Linked DNA regions of Ovis aries: region 1 is linked to region 2. Evidence: chromatin contacts called from public Hi-C data. All regions are on one chromosome and are shown on one strand. The core of a region is the stretch at or near the end of the contact, and the rest is flanking DNA. Distances in the headings are between cores, read along the strand shown. Region 1 overlaps IKZF3 (IKAROS family zinc finger 3). Region 2 holds the start of PPP1R1B (protein phosphatase 1 regulatory inhibitor subunit 1B).

Region 1 (2,700 bases), core at 45-2,544, 120 kb after region 2:
AAATCTTGAGTGTTATAGAGTTTCCAAATCTCCACTAGAGACCAACCTACCTACTCATAGTGGGGTACACTTTAAAGTTAGGACTTCAAACACTAGACATTTAACATTTGCACTGCAGTCTTACTGCCTGTCCTGGGATATGTATCAGAAGTATTGCTTTTTCCCCCTAAAAAACATTCTAAACCTCACATTTAGCTGAGGGAAAAAAAGCAGAGGAGGGGAATAAAACAGTGATACAGAAGCTCCTTGGAAAAAGCATTATGCTGGTGCTAGATTTGTTACTAACACAGTGTTTCAATTGAATAAAATGTTGTGTTTTTAAACATCTCTCTTTGCAAAAGAAATCTGAGGTCATTTTACTTCTGGGTCTGGCAAAATGTTAAATAAGCCTTGCTTTTAAAAGGTGAGACATTTTGTCACTGATAAAGTTGGAAGCTGAGTCAGGAACAGCTTAGAATGGATAACAAAGCATAACATTAGCTAGCTTATCTGTGTCAAGGTTAATATCTTCTTGGAAGAATGACTTAAGGAGTCTAAAGACTGCTGGATTTATTAACATTTTTTCCTGGTGGTGGTGTGGAGTGTAAGAGGGGAGATACCTCAACCAGGGAACTGCAGGAGGGAACACAGGCAACACTTCCAACAACAATAAAGAACGTTTGGATAACAGCTCTCTTCCTTTTCCACTCTTACCACCTTGGCTGTAAGGGAATTTTTCACAGGTTTGGTTGCTCCTTAGATTTCGGCCTCCTGGGTGTGCAGTGGGGGCCTGGCTAATAAAAGGATTGGGGAAAGTGAAGGAGAGAGAAAACCTACACAGCTCACAGTCACAGGGACTCTGGCTGAAAAAAGAACTGTGCTGTCAGAAGCTGCCGAAGACCTCACTGTAAAGCAACGTCAGATGTAAATCTTAACCTGCCCTCCTCTCTAGGCATCTTGCTAAGGTTCTTCTTCACCTCCTTCCCCACCCCAAGCAAGGGAGAGGGTTAAGTAGGATAAGGAGTGCCTGCAGAAGCAAGTGTTTACCTGTGTTGTGGCAACTGCTACATTCCACCCTGTTCAATTTCAAGATTTAAGAATGTGGAGTTTCCACATACACATTTTCTCTGGACTTGACACGTCCCAACTGGAGGCTCAAAATGCAACAATGAATGTGCAGCCTGTGTGAGAGGTCACCTCACTCAGAAAACTGACCTCAGAACGATGGAAATCATTCAGAAAATCCATTAGTCACAGAGAAAACCAGGGTCATAGCTACAGAGTCCCCATCTTGGTGGGAAGGGCTTTAGTTTCACTATCTTAAGGTGCAGAAGATGATGTCTTCTCTAAAGACTCTCCCACTAATCTGGTGGAAATACTCGCTTTCCCTAGCTTTCTCTTCTGCTAATCCTTGCTTCCGAATTCTCTTCCTTTTGTCCCCTAAAGAGTCAACAGGATGTGTGGTATTTCAAAAATATAACAAGCAGCTCCTCTTTCACAATGGGTGTAAGCAACATGGTGTGGCTTGGGGTCTAGGATTACAGAAACACAGTGATGTTCAGAATCCCGCACACTGAAATCCAGCTAGTCTTCTAGCTGAAATCTCAAACATGTTGGGACTGTTGCCATGGAATTTCACAAAATCTTTTTTTCCTGAGACAGACGCCATGCTACAAAGAAGGATAAGCCATTTGTGCAGTCTGAGGTGGAACATTTAAATTACTGGCAGCACACAGACGCGCTGAGTTTGAGCCTAATGCATAAAGCCCTTTCGAAATATCAAGGCAGATACATAAAACACTGTTCTACCAGGAATTGGGGATTCTTGCCTCTGCTAGAAATGTTCTCACAACTGACTCTTAATTTGTAAATAGGCTCCATGAAGTGGTCCCTGGAAGCAGCATCTATTTTTCCTAACACAGTTACTTTCAAAGGAGAGAAAAAATAAGGCTCTGTAAGCAGCTGCAGGGGCCAGTTTGTGTGCACACTCGGGCGCAAGATCAAGATACCTTCCTGTTTTTTGTTCCTCCCCTTCACACTCACAACTCAGTGGTTAAAGGAAAAGCTTAACAATACTACCATTTTCACACCAAAGAAATGTGAAACATATATTCATATACACATACGCCTTCTGCTCAATACCCATACATCAAGAGGTTAAAAAAAACATAATTGTGGTTACTACACAATCACATAAATTTAAAGCTGGAAAAGATCTTCAGAGAACATCAAAATCCAATCCACCCCTAATTCTATGGTTGAGGAAACTTAGTTTTAAGAGTTACAGGATTTGCCCAAAGTCATTCCACTAATTAGTGGCAAACATGGAATTCAGCTAACAGATTGTGTGACCCCTATTCCAGTGCTAATTTTACAATTATCACAGCACTTTTCCTTGACAGCATGTCTCCCACAATTAATGAGAAAGATGGCCAACACATCTGCAGAACCAAGAGCAAATTTTCAGGAAACTGTGGAATATAACAGCTCCATTTAAAATGTGTGTGGGGGAGGTGGTGGAGCCCCCAACCTGCCTGATGGAGGAGAGCCTGCCAGCAGAGGGGCTCTCTCCTCATCCATTCTGAAGCTCAGCTCTGATCATGGTGTTTAGCCTTGATTCCTTCCTGTGGGGTGGGGGAGACTAAGTCATACTTTGGGTATGATTCTTTGTTTTGTTTTGTCTTGGTTTTGGTCGAAAGTCATTGGCAAGTTTGCTTTGGA
Region 2 (2,947 bases), core at 420-2,919:
TCCCAGGGCACTGCCAAATTGGTGTTTACTACCTCCCACCACAACCCTCTGACAGAGGGGTCTGGGCCAAGCCAGGGACTGCCAGGGAGGCAACACCCCAGGGCCAGGGACCTGGCATCTGGCTGTTTCCCCACAAGCATAGAAGTCAACAAACACAGCAGGACTTGGGCCAGGCCTGAGGGTGGGGGAGCAGTGCGCCCCGTGGCCAGGCCTCCCAGCACCCATGGGCAAAGCTCTGTGTTCCCGTTCCCTCGCCTCATCCCCAGGGTAGGCGCTGACTCTGGGGTGTTGCGCCGTGCCCCTGACCCTACTTTCACAAGACTCCACTGGCCTTTTGCTTCCTTCTCGCTCTGCCAAGGGCCCAGCATGCTTGGCCTGGGAGTGTAAAAGTTGCTGGCTGGGGGAGGGGGGCTCCTGATTGTTCCAGGCCTAAGTGTGACCAGGAGAGGAGAGAGCCAAGGCAAACAGAGTCCCAGGAAGACACACACGTACAAGTCTACACACACACCCCCGCTCAGAGCGGCATTCAGACCCTCGCCCCCAGGCCCAAAGAAGAGGGAAACACTGGTTCCTGCAAAGGCATCCAGCACCAGACGATAAACAAACAGGGACACTCCAAACGACAGGGCCATCTCCTCCCCTTCCCCCCTTCAGAGCACACGCAAACACCTCTGCAGAGAGAGAGGCTCACACCTCCGAAATGAGCACACACACCTCTCCCCCTTGCTTTATTCCTGCGCCAAACTCACACGTGATGGCACGTGTACACCCCAACTCCCCCAACTCTATCCCCCTGAGCTGGCTCTGTCTCCCCCACATCATATCTGGGGAGAACAGGCAGGAGACACGTGGATCCAGGGTACCTCACAGCATGGACACATTCCCCTGCCCCCACGAGAGCCCTCCCAGGATCACAACCTTACCCCCCTCTACTCTTCAGGCTGGACCTGTGCAGAGGGTACTCCCACCCCCCTTGCGAGCTGGCACAGCCTGCCCATCACCTTGACAGCCTCTGACATCCTCCCCCACTCTGCCCCCTCCCCCGTGCACACACGGTCTTCCCACACCCTGCCACTCACACCTGCATCCTTGACACTCTGACACACTTACTCACATAGACTCTCTCACCACACGGACCCCCCCCCCCACACACACACACACACTCCCCAGCTTTAGGCACCACAGGGCCCCTGGCACTCACTTTCACACACTCCCTGCCATGATGACTGACATGTGTCCTCCCACGCACACCCCGCTCCTTCACGCTCACTCGCTTTTTAGGACACCCCCCTTCACAGCGTGACACGCTGGTGCTATTCTCTCCACGACCTCACAGCCTCCCCATGAAACTCCAAGCACCCAGGCCAGGAAGGGGTTAAAGCCAGAGTCCCAGGTCCCCGCGGCCCCTCTCCCCTCGGGCTCCCCCCATTATCCTCCCTGCTGGACTCCATCAATAATGCAGCTTCAAGTTCTGGGGAGTCGGCAGGGGGCCCCCAGGCCGCTCCCGCGGTCCTGGCTCGCACTCCCCGCCCTCCTCCCGGCCGAGAACACGCTCCTCGGCGCTCATTGGCCACTGTCTCCTGAGCCCTCCCACCAAGCGCCCGGGCGCCAGTCCCAGGCCGAGGGGACGGGCTGGGGACCCCAAGGCTGGGGCCGGAGGGCGAGACCCGGAGAGACGGAGCGAGGCAGAGACGGAGGGAGACTCGCGGAGAGGGAGCAAGGGAGATAGAGGAAGGTTGGAGAGGCGCAGAGAGAGCGAGGGAAGGAGGGACAGAGACCAGCCCCGCGAGCCCGAGGCGCGGGCGCCGGGGGACCGAGGCTCCCAGGAGCCCCAGAGCCGCGAGCCGGCGGCCGCCCCCCACCCCCGCGCGCCCTCCCCTCGCCGGCGCGGTATCTTTATCTGTGCGTGCACAGCCCTCCAGCTCCTCTCTGCCACACTCAACCCGCTGCCGCCGCGGCGCCCGGAGCAGCGCCGGGGAGTGGAGCCGGGATCGCAGCCCGAGACCCCACGACGCGCGCCCCGCCCGCCATGGACCCCAAAGACCGCAAGAAGATCCAGTTCTCCGTGCCCGCGCCCCCCAGCCAGCTCGACCCCCGCCAGGTGGAGATGGTAAGGGGGCTGCGCCCCACCCCTGGCAGCGCCCCCCTACCCTAACCCCCTCTCCCCGACTCCTCTGCGCTCCGGGATCGGAACTGGCCTGGGAGACGCGGGCCCCCGGCCCGCCTCTGACGGCGCGAGGGCGCGGGGCAGCGCGTGAAGTTCGCCGGAGACTCCTGTAACTTTTTCCCGGGGCCTCGCACCTGATCCCGGGGCTGGGGAATCCCTGGCGGCCCTGGAGGGGGAGGACTGTCCTCTGGACCCTGCAGTGTCCTCCTTCCCTGGGGTCCCCCGGGGACCACTGGTGTGGCAAACATGGCCCCCTGACCCGTTACACAGAGCGGGCCTGCGCCCGCCTGCCGCGCGCTCTGGCCATCTCTCTAGTCCCACCCTGCACACCTGGGCTGGGATCACCCGAGCTTTGTCCTGACCTCTAGATAAAGCCACAACATAGGCGGGGCGGGGGGTGCGGGTGGAGAGGGAAATGATGACCAGTCATCCCAGAAGCCAGAAGTCCTCACACAGACATCTGAGTCCTCTGGACAGCCTTCCTGGGCACTGGGTACCAGAGGCCTCCAAAGGTGGGCATGAGATGTGGGGCGTGATGGGGAAAGAGACATGAGTTTTTTGCGGGCGCCTCCCCTCTTCCACTTAGCCATTCACTTGTTGCTGTTGTTGAGAAGCAGCTGGCACCCAACAGAGCAGTGGATGGGGGGCAAGGGCATGCCGTGTTGCAGAGAGACCGCGTGGAGAGGGGGTGGGCCTGGGCTACCGGTTTGATCCCCAGCCCAAGCAGCTTTTGATCTGGAGGGCAGTGTTGGGAGATTGGCAGGGGGAGGTGGCAGTTTC

Evidence for each region. A called contact is a pair of places that touch in the nucleus more often than the background predicts.
Region 1: a contact with region 2 is called in a Hi-C map of liver, with 4 times the contacts expected there. The contact joins the enhancer-like site here to the promoter of PPP1R1B in region 2. A contact is called at or near these places in 12 of 16 Hi-C or Micro-C datasets (blood, hypothalamus, liver and 5 more).

Annotation. Positions count from the first base shown.
Region 1 is chr11:39,869,082-39,871,781 of ARS-UI_Ramb_v3.0, forward strand. It overlaps IKZF3 (IKAROS family zinc finger 3), which reads right to left. Exons shown (of 5, transcript XM_060394890.1): 5 at 1-2,700. Among named protein-coding and RNA genes, the nearest start is that of GRB7, 22 kb to the left of the region's middle. Within about 2 kb of position 1,295, at least 3 of the 54 cell types and tissues checked have an H3K27ac peak or open chromatin away from gene starts, as enhancers often do.
Region 2 is chr11:39,749,495-39,752,441 of ARS-UI_Ramb_v3.0, forward strand. PPP1R1B (protein phosphatase 1 regulatory inhibitor subunit 1B) reads left to right here and starts at 1,670. Exons shown (of 7, transcript XM_004012843.5): 1 at 1,670-2,110. The coding sequence starts at 2,030.